2 separate regions of the Mus musculus genome follow, and region 1 is linked to region 2. A link is a contact called in public promoter capture Hi-C data. All regions are on one chromosome and are shown on one strand. Each heading gives the region's core, a stretch centred on a gene start, on an enhancer-like site or on the middle of the called end of the contact. The rest is flanking DNA. Distances are from core to core; before and after follow the strand shown.

The links. Promoter capture Hi-C pulls out the DNA fragments that hold promoters and counts their contacts.
Region 1: a contact with region 2 is called in a promoter capture Hi-C map of pre-B cells. The contact joins the promoter of 4930592C13Rik here to the promoter of Gstcd in region 2. A contact is called at or near these places in 2 of 39 promoter capture datasets (cranial neural crest and pre-B cells) and 1 of 484 Hi-C or Micro-C datasets (CD8 T cells).

Annotation. Positions count from the first base shown.
Region 1 is chr3:157,530,374-157,535,951 of GRCm38.p6, reverse strand. It overlaps 4930592C13Rik (RIKEN cDNA 4930592C13 gene), which reads left to right and starts at 1,862. Exons shown (of 2, transcript NR_152231.1): 1 at 1,862-1,942. Zranb2 (zinc finger, RAN-binding domain containing 2) reads right to left here and starts at 1,787. Exons shown (of 10, transcript NM_017381.3): 1 at 1,478-1,787. The coding sequence starts at 1,533.
Region 2 is chr3:133,088,218-133,093,643 of GRCm38.p6, reverse strand. Gstcd (glutathione S-transferase, C-terminal domain containing) reads left to right here and starts at 1,819. Exons shown (of 12, transcript NM_026231.3): 1 at 1,819-2,064. It overlaps Ints12 (integrator complex subunit 12), which reads right to left and starts at 1,789. Exons shown (of 7, transcript NM_027927.4): 1 at 1,668-1,789.

The sequences.
Region 1 (5,578 bases), core at 613-3,112, about 24 Mb before region 2:
AAAATTCAAGCTGGGCAGTGGTGGCACAAGCCTTTAATTACAGCACTTGTGAGCTAGAGGCAAACAGATCTCTGTGAGTTCCATAGAGAAACTCTGTCTAAAAGGAAAAGATTAATCACAAAATCCTAGGGATGGATCCATCAGGAATGAACAGTTACAGAAGGACTCCAGAGAATTGATGAAACATTCTTTGAGAGGTAGGAAGTGCGATGATAAGGAAAAGACTGATATATTAACTAAAGACAGAATTAAATTGTAAAGAAATTTGAGTATTATAGTATTTATCAAATCTAAAACTAAAGAACAGAAAACAAAACCACAACCAACAGAAAAAAGTGTAACCTTATGACATTAACTAGTTAAGTTTTCACACACTTGCACTACTTTAGTATTTGTTAAAGCAGTTAGATACTCCAATTTAAAGCTTAAATAAGTAACGACAAAGAATCCACCACCCTATTAAAAAACAATGAATGAGATAAAATAGTGAAAGGAAGTGTAACACTAAACTGAATGGCTCCAGACAACTTTAAGGTCCCTTTTTCTGTTAAAAAAAAATACACACGTTCCAAGTAAAACTGAAAATATATTCTGAAAACTGTCTCCTTGATTTACATATTCAGTACAAATAACATTTAGTTTCTGCCGAGTTTAGGTGTACAGGACTTTGAATGAAGGGTCCTCCCAAAATATACATGGGTGCTTTCAGTAAGAACACAAGAGCACAGTTTTCTACGAGTCACACAGAAGGCAGAGAGGCTGGTGTCTTAATCTCTGAAGGGTTCCAAAGTGTCACACAGTTCCTGCAGTGACAGTCCAAGAGGATCTCGGTTCTAGTCTGCTGACTTGGTATGCTTAGCCTGATATCAGTCTGATACCAACCAAGTGGATCTGAGTGACATCATTTCCTTGCTCTCCACACACTGCCCATGTTATTTCGGTGTTAACTGTAGTCGAGCAATGTATTTTCTAGCAAAGGTACTTCAGGCTAGACGCTCTGCAGTAGACAGAAGAGTAAACCCGGGTTTCCTTCAGCTCTGACTCTGGCTTTCCAAGAACACGAGCTGGTACATCACTTTTCTTTAAAAATAGGGACACCTATTCAGAACGATCTCTGTGGCCATAAGCGGAGCACACCGGCTTCCCGGCCACGTACGTGCCCAGGCCTCCTGCCTCTCGGCAGGAGGATGAGAAAAGCCAAGTCACTGGGGACGGATCGCAGGCCCGAAAGCACGGCGGCCGCAGGGAGGGAGCGAGGGACGGAGGGAGGGAGGGACAGCGAGCGGCCCCGGCAGAGCTCGGAGCAGGGCCACTGAACCGTGAGCTCAGCTCCGCGCGGGGTCACGTGCGGGCCGCCCGCGACCGCTCAAGGCCGGCAGCGACCGCCCCGCCGTCCCCACAAAGGCCGCGACCCCGTCGCCGCCCTCACAGGGACCTCCCGGCCACCCCAGGTCCCACGGTATCCCGCCACGCTCACTTCTTGTCAGGGCAGATCCAGTCCCCGTCACTGACTCGGAAATTCTTGGTCGACATCTTGGACGCCAGCAGCAGTGCCGCCCGCAGCGACGTCCCCACCGGAGCCGCGGGGGCCTCGCGCCGGGCTGTCCTCGCGCCGCCGGACCCGCCCTTCCCTGGGGTGGGGGAGAACTCACACCGCCGGACCGCGAGCCTGGAGCAGCGGTGCGGAGACGACGCCCAGGAGCCAGCAGCCCGTCCTGAGGCTCTGCTTCGCTTCGGCCTTACCGAGCTCCTGAGCAGGCGTTGTGAGGACAGCCCGGCCCGGCGGCCATCGCAGCCGAGTTCTCCGCAGGCCGAAGGACCCTAGAGAAAGGCGCTTCCGTTTCCGGGGCGGGGCTAGGGCGCAGAGGCGGAAGTGACTCGGCGCGGCTCGATAGCCCACGGGCTTGCGCGTTGCCTAGGGTTTACTGGGGCGAGCAATAAGGTGGGAGGCTCGAGTCTTTGGAGAAGATACTTTATTTTTATTTTTGGACAGAGACTGAGGATTAAACCAGGTTGCCCCGGACATTACTGTTTCATACATACCACTTGGAACCTCTGTCAGGCTTCTGTAGGCCACGTCAAAAAGATAAACTTTTTTTCCTGTGAGAACATAGGGTCTCACTTTTAGCTCCACCTGGCTTGTGTAGTTAGGCTGCTTAGTATTTGGATGGAAAAGTCATATTAATGAAGGGAGATATCTCTCCTTCTTGGGCTGTTGCTTAAAAACTTAGCTTTAAAAATATTTAATATGTGTGAGAGATAAGCCCTGTACACAGAGGAGCCACCCCAAGGTTTTAGAAATAGGAAATAGTATTGATACAATTCTGACCCCAACTCACTACCTTTCCCCAGATTTAACACTGGCCCTTTGGGTTTATTCTCGTTCTTTATAAAAGATTTAGTTCATATACTGTATGCTTATTTTTTAAAGTGAGAAATGGTACAATTTACTGTGACAGAGGGTTGCTTTTAGTTCCGCGTAGTTTCTGAGTTTGCAGTTAGTTGCATGTAGCTCACTTTTATTTCAGTCATGCATATTCACAATTCTTTCTTGTGACAGTTAAGCCCCAAACCCTGCACTTTGTCACAACGTGCATTCAAGTATTCTTTTTAAAAGATTATTTATTTTATTTATAGGAGTACACTGTAGCTGTCTTCAGACACACCAGAAGAGAGCATCCGATCCCATTACAGATGGTTGTAAGCCACCATGTGGTTGCTGAGAACTGAACTCAGGACCTCTGGAAGAGCAATCACTGCTCTTAACCACTGAGCCATCTCTCTAGCTCCCCCCTCCCCCATGCAAATATTCTTGCAAATATTCTTACAGTTAACACCCAAATCTATGTTTTGGCATTGTTGATCAACTCTCGTGAACATTTGTGCACACGGGTTCTGGCATTTATATTTCTCGCATATAGCTCTTATCCAGGAGAAAAAAAAATCATTAAACTGCTTTGGTTTTAATGTCTAACACTTTTGATACTTATATTCATCTTGATCATCTCACTTGAAAGCTCTTGGATGTATTTTATTCTGATAATTGTCCACACCTTCCCAGTTATTTCATATTGTATAATCACTGATTTTTTCCTGGATTTTTATCTTGGGTAATGTGGAATTTTTATTTTCTTTTAGCAAGCAATCCTGGGGTTGGCATCACAGGCTCAGTCTTGCGTGTGAGTAATGGTTCTATATCAGTTGGCACCGCTGAGTATTAGCTGTGCTTTTATGTGTGTGGGTGTTTTGTCTACATGTATGTCTGTGCACCATATGTATGCTGGGTGCCCTCAGAGGCCAGGAGAAGGTGTGGATCCCCTGGAACTAGAGTTACAGATGGTTGTGAAATCAGCATGTGGGTGCTGGGAGTCAAACTCTGGACCTCTGGAAAAGCAGTCAGTGCTCTTAACCACTGAGCCAACTCTCCATCCCCTGCTATCTTGATCTTGCTATCTGTCCTTCACACAAACACGTGAATTGTTTTGGTATCTTAGCAGTACTTTTAATTGTAGTTCATTACATGAATCATATCCATCCTGCTTTGCTTGGTTGATACTTGAGCACAGAACTTGTATGGGTTCAGACTAGATTTGGAGGACATACCTCTCTGTCCATCTCTTTCTTAGATTCCTCTCACGTAGTCTGTCTTTCAGTGTTCCCTTTTCTTGGCCCTTTTGTGAGAAATACGAGGTTTCCCTTGGATTTTTAGCAGCTTGTCATAGCTAAAGCATTTGACTAGGGCCCTAACACAGGGTGAAGTGATGAGGGAAAGAGAAAGGTATGGGATGTTTCCCACCCCCACCCCCCACCATCCCCCTCCACACATGTAAGAGTACAGAGACTTCCTCTCCTTGTCATTATATGAAAGTATAGTTTCTCCTATACTTTCACTCTGGGTGGGAGGAGAGCTGTGAAATATTTTAAGTGTTTCTTTACAATCTGGTAGCGCACAGATGTGCATTTCCCCAGTTCATACGGTTGGAAAAATTGTTTTTAAATTAATTCAATTATTATTAATTGTGCTGTTACTACAGATTTACTAGCTAGTTGCCTGGCTAGCTACAAGAGAAAATAGCGGAAAAAAAAAAGCAACTATCAACAAACCCATACTATACCCATCCTACTAAGCTTTGGCTCTCTTTGGTAGTTTGCCCATAGATAAGGGTGTATTTTATCTAAGTTTTCCATACAGTTAGTGAAGAAAGACAGATAGCAGTGAACCTGTCCTGTCCTGTCCTCTGTTGCTGCAAGTCAGGGAAGTGTAAAATTAAAACCATAATGTATAAAACTATGACCCACCCATCAAAGTGAACAAAGAGTGCTATAGGGTGGCCAGAGTCCTTATTGATTGCAGGCAATGTGTCTTCATCTGCATGTGGGTTGATTTATGCTATTTTAATTTCATAACAGTGTGAATACGATACCCAGTGCATTTCAAAGTTTGAATTATGAATTTTTCATAATCTAATGATATTGGTATACTTAAGATTCTGGATAGTAACAGTGAGCTATCATGAGGGTGAAGGACCTATACTCTATAGTGTACTGTGTCACAAAGCTAATATGCTCAGTCAGTTATGTATATTCATTTTTTCAGCTTAAAATAGGTTTATTTTATGGGATTTTTAATCCAGTGAACTTTATGTAACCCTAGAACAAGTCAAGTAGCCTTTTATATTTGGAAAATACTTGTCAGACCCCACTAAATCTGAACAAATGCATGCATACATTATGACCCTGAAACTTCTCAGGGTGTTTCCTAAGCCCTGCAAATGTTTCTATTGAAGGTATGTACAACAGAGTTCATAACTTCATTACCCATGTTGCTTCCAGTTGTAAGTTTCCAGACTTTGTCAGTAGTAGCCAGAGCAAACTGATAACCACCTAGTCATTTAGTAAAATGCAATATACAATAGTAAGAATGACATTGAAACTGCATTGAACACCATGAGGGTCACCCACATTAAACTGAGAAATCCAGACACAAAGTAGAAAAGTCTGTATCATTCTATTTATGTTCAGTTTAATAATTTTAGAATTATTCTTGTACAGTGGTTACCAATGAGACTAGGGATTATGATCAGAGCTAGTAAAATGGCATGCAGTTATTGTAATAAAGGAACAACTGTAGTTAAAGCTTCCAGGAGAGTCAAGTCAATAGAAAATTCCTCTTCAGTGAGTCTAAGATAGAATAAGTACAACTTAAAATTATGATGCCAATAACCTCAACAGGTGAGTTTAAGGGCCACAGATGGCTTTTCAGGATGGGATATTCCTAGGGTAAAGAGTGATTGTGCTTCTCTTAGCATGAAAGAAAAATGCAACTACCCATTTTTAAGTTTTAATGCTTTGATTGGTAATTTTGTCTTGTCTCCTAGGTACATGCAACCTATCGTGGTAAAACACTCAGGGTGAATTATTCATGCAAGTTATTCTTATACTGTATTATAGATTGATAAATTATCATGCAGACAAGCAAATCTTGGTCTCTAAGAGGTTAATTAGGTATTGGGGGTATATGTAAGTTTTTGAACTTACATTTTTTTTAAAGTCTTTAGTTATTCTGCTATGGCTCTCT
Region 2 (5,426 bases), core at 570-3,069:
CTTATCCCACTGCTCTAAGGTTTACCTACTGTGTAGACATGCTTCTATTTGGCATCTTCTCCCGTCTACACCCAAACAAGTGCCACTGAAAGAAATACCATATTCTCTTCCAGGTTATTAGTCCTATCTAGCATGCTTCACACTTAGCATTCTCATGCTTGTTTGGTCAACTCACTTCCCATCTTTCCAGAAAGAACAATTACATTTTCCTACTGAACAGGACCTCTTGCAGCCTCTTGACTCTTTATTTCTCCAAGTCAGTTTTAAGTCCAGCTTCCCTTTTCCAAGTCCCCTTCTAGCTCTAGCTACTCTCCCCTATTTTAAGATCAGGTGAATACAAGAGGGATACTTTGTATTTTTACATTTAAGTTGGTATTGGACCTCTCTTTCCCTGGCTTTCTCATTCTTGCCACTATTGTTCCAATGCTCTGTCTTGCTTTAGTCTCACTACCAATTTGTTCTTCAGCAGTCATGAGCATTTTGTTGTCAAATACCATCTCAAGGCAGATGACTCTGTATGGTTTTTCTCTCACTTCCTCTTATTTCTCTGTTACTCTGAAAACAATGACCAGACTATTATATTCAGCTAACTCACCGAAGTCTAATATTCTTGTCTTTTACTCTACACAGTTCTAGTCACTTCAGCAAAAGGCATTCATGAAATGCAACTGTCTTTTCCTCTCAACATAACTCAAACACAAAAAAGCAAGACAATCGTCTATTTTATGGGTAGGGATGTGTACAGTGCTCTGACCTGCAACATTCACTTTCTACTCTTTCATTTGTCTTTAATTATTAATCTCACTAGTGTATAGCTTTTATGAGAGCAGAAGTTTATGAAGGGGGAATGTGAGGGGGAATGCAGGAATTTCCCTGGCAAGTAGCATTTCACAGGTGTTTTTAAAAAATATTTATTGAATCAACTGGATTTTTGCCAAAATGGTCCTTTTCAAGGCTGCTGTGATGTCCCCAAACAAAATTGAGCACCCCTACCTAAATAGATGCTTTCTCTCAGATCTCTTTCACCCTGCCTACTAGTTTCAAACAAACTTCTAAGTTGATCACCTGCTAGTGCATGAGATAAAGGAAACTGCAGAGAGTGCAATACTCATTACAACACTCGAGACCATCCCATTCGTGTTTCTGCAAGATTCTGTAATCCTTTCCAATTAACTTCTTCTTTCCATTTAGTGCTTCGCCTTTGGGGAAGTCTGGAAACTCAGGATGTAAAAACCCCAATTCCAAAACAAACCCAAGCGCTAGAGAAGCTAAGGAGAGTCAAGAGACACTTCGAAATGCCAATTCTTTGATGGAATCAAAACACACTGGGGGCGGCCTCGAATAGGGGTAAGTCCTTCTCAAGGAGGCCAGAACAGAGATGTAAAACGGGAGCTGTACAGAGGTCTCCGGAACCCTCGGTCAAAGGTCTTGGACAATTCCACGGTCCCGGTCCCCCGGGCCACCGTCCTCGGCGCCCTCCTCACTCAGTCCTTCCAGACTAGGAGGAGCGCTCAGGCGGAGCCACGCAACCACCCCGCAAATTATGAGGTCTCCCCTCCAGCAGGGAGGAGACCGACAGCCCACGGAGCTCCGCTCCGGCCGCCCCTCGCGGGGTCTCGAGCCTCCCCCCGAGGCGCCAGGAAGCGGGGACCCTCGTCACCACTCACCGCTCCGCCCCGCCACTCGGTCGGTTCCCGGTAGCTCTCTTCGAATCCGTCCCCGCCCTCACCAGCTTTAAGAAGAGAGAAACAAAGGTTCCCGCAACAGGTCGGAAGGGGAACGTTTCCGAGTGAGACAGCAGGAAGTGACGTAGGGCACTCCTTCCGGTCCGCCGGATTATGAATGGCGTTGGGCGGGGGACGCGCAGACACGTTGTCTCTTCCTTCTTTTTGCCCCCTTTCCCCTGCTCAGGGCCTCGCTGGGAGGCGAGTGCTCCTCCTCAGGCCGCGGCTTCCAGAAGTAGCCTCGGAGTCCCGGCTCGAGCTGGGCGGGAAGGCGCGGTGGCCCGCGTCGTCGCCCGCATGCTCCCGCGCCCTCCCTGCCTGGCCGCGCCCCTGCGACCAGGTAAAGAGGGCGCTCGGGCCGCTCGTCCCCCCGCCGCCTCCTGAGATCCGCGCTCGCCCTCAGGGGTCGGCGGGGCTGGGCTTGGAGGCCAGGGTGGGACCGGTGACGGCTCGCAGCCCTTGAGAGTCTTGCCAGCCCCACATTCACCGCAGGCTTTTGCTGTGGGTGCAGATGGACGGGCTTCGCGCCGTTCCGCTGAGTGACGCGTGGGCCCCTCGGCTGCGAGCCATCCCTCTAGTCTTTTCCCTGCGTGGGTAGAGCAACAGGGCAGCTTTGCCTGGTAGGGGGTTGTGTGGTCGTTTTGAGTTAAGTGCAGGAAAAAAGACCTCTTGGAGCACGACTTAACTTTCCCCAAAGACATAGTTTTACGTCGCAGCCCTTCCTGATTGGACGCTGTACATGCGTACTATTTTACAGTTAGGATCTGCTGCATTTGGGGACATTTGCTATCCCCACCAAAGCAGCGTTGCCCTTCCATTATTAGCACGAACAGAAAGCTTGAGTTTGCACGAGAACTGCTTTGGCTTAAATTAAAAAAGAAAAAAAAAAAAAAAAGAATACCCTAATACATACCTCTCTAACTTTGACTGGGGAATTACACCACCCCATCTCCATCCCCCGCCATACTCACCACCAAATCCTTTGTCATAAATTCCTTAAGGTCAGAAAAAATAAACGAGTGTATCTCGTACCACATTATTGCTAAAGATGGTGGCATTTGTCAAGTTTCCCTCGTGCTGTCCCACAATTTAAAAAGCAAGAACTGGAAGTGACTTTAAACATGTAAATATGGTCTTGAAATGCCATGAGAATAAACTGTTACAATACAACTGATTTGCTGTCATATTTAGTAGATCAAACTTTAAGCTATATGAGTGTTAAACTGCACTTTGAGGAGCATACACTGCCATTGACGCTGCTGAAATTGTGACTCAATCATTTTAAAGAGGCCTAACTTCAAAAAGGAGATTGAGGTTTGAACGTTGTTCTATAGTACTAATGAAAAACACCTTTAAACTAGTAAGGGGCCATGAAGGGGTGGGCTCTCAAGGAAGGGAAAATGGGATGCAGTGAGGTCCGGGGCCGGGGGAGTGGAAAGAATACTATGTATTTCCCCATTTCAAACAAAACTAAAAGCTTTGTGGTTATGGACTTAAGGAGTTTTGTTTTAAACCTCTTATGTTTTCTAGCTTTTGTTTCAACAGCACATGGTTTTAAATAAGCACAAACAATAATCCATTTGGCCTTATTAATAGCAGTAATTTAGTAGCCATAAAAACATTTGGGACTTACCCTGGTGTCCATCAGTATTTTAGACTGTTGCCTGGTATGTGTTGTTTTTATCCTTGAATGCAAAGTGACTTACTGGTTTCTTCTATGAACATTTCTTGGGAGGCAGGAGTTAAAAGCTTTGTAATCATAAAATAAGTATTGCTTGCTGAGGTAACTCAGTATTTTTTTCAGGCTTGATGGTATTTTCAGCATTTACATTTTATGCTGTCCTTCCCTGTTAACTGCACGTATTATGACTTAATAACAACAGACAGTTCTTTGAATCTCCAGAGAGATTATATATTCTTCTATAACTAAGATTTCAGTAAGCATTTCCACTTCCAAACTTTTCTTACTTAATAAAAATTTCTTGCCCTGGGATCCAAATAGCTAATTTTAATCATGGGTTAACTGCCCCTGAATTATAATCCTACATTACATAGTATGAACTCTAAAAGCTGTATTTCTTTCTTGGACTTTTAACTAGAGGTAACTGACTATTATTTATTTATGAAGAAGCACTTTTAAAAATCTGTATGGTAATAAAGTGGGGTCTGTAACCAAATAATGCTGCTTTGTTTAATGTCTAAACCATGAGCTAAGTTGTACATTCAAAATATTGAAGATTGTCTGATGCAGAGAATTGAGCAGCTTTAAATTTAGATTTCAATATTTGAGAGAAATCAGTAAATGTTCATACTCGTTAACTATGTCAAACTTTTTATTTTATAAAATATAGTCTGCTAATATGTATATTGGCATAAGAATTCCCAACAGCATTTTATGACTCCTTGGGTTTAAAACCTCAGTATTAAATTTATCAGTGTTTGTGGTGCAGCACATTTAAGTTCAACATAGTCCACACATTTTGTTGGAAGAAGTTTTCAAATAAAAAGCGCGAGTTGGATTTTTCCCATTAAAGTTTATGCGTTTTAATAGTGTCCTTAGGTAAAGAATTTGTGCATTTTAAAGAATAGTAGGGGGTGAGGTCTAACTCAGTGACAGAGTACTTACCCAGCATGAGTGAGGCCTGGCATTTGAGCTGTAGCACTATTCAAAACAAAATAAAGAAGGTAGGTAGCATTTTTCCTCAGGGCTCCCTGTCAGTTACCATGGCACAGAGGATGGAAGGTGCTGCTGCTATTACTGCCCTCATTCCATACGGGAGAAAATGAGGGAAAGTTGGTTTTTTTTCCATTAATTTATTTATTTATTCACTTTACATCAGGATTGTGCCCCCACTCCTCAGAGTCTCATCCTTACAAATCCCTCCCCTCCCCACCCCTCCCCTTCTCAGAGAAGGGAGCCCCCTCTTAGGTACCAGCCTTCCTGGGACATCCAGTCCAGCAGTACTAAGCGCAGCAGTGTGGGTGCTAAGTGATGAGATTTTGGTTCTATTTCAAAGAAGGAGATAGCAGGTGTGAGAGATGAAGGAATTGGGTGAGACTTTAGGCTTGGAGGTAGGTGAATGGTGTTGCTATTTCATCAGCAATGGGGCCAGGAAAGAAAAATGAACACATTTAGAAAAATACCCAATTGAAATGTCGAGCCTGGAGCTCAGGCAAGATGTGCCTGAAATAAATGTAGGAGTCGGATAATATTTAAAGCCATTGGCACTGCAGAGCACATAGAACAATGCTGTTGAGATGTGGCTTGTGTACTGGTAATGGGCCATGAAATCAGTCAACAGTCATAACGTAAAAGAAAAGGGAAAAACAGCATAAATAATCAGATTTATTCCATGCAATAGAGTAAGTACTCATGACATTATATCAGGTTTTGCTGTTGCAATTTTCTGGCAGGAAATATTATATATATATATAAAGCCAGTCACTCTCTGAGCTATGTCTTAGCCTTTTGGATTTTAAAACAGCCCCTTCTTAAAATCTCCAAGCTTGCTTTGAATTCACCACATAGTCCAAACTGGCCTCAAACTTGTGATCCTCCTGTGTTACTAGATTTGAGCCAGAAATCATTGAGGGAGCTGAAGAATATGCAGTAAATGGAATCAAGAAGCGATGACAGAGAATTGTGTCCAGTGTTAAAAACTGGCAGATAACTAATGCTTGACATGGAGGTTTAGGAGGGGG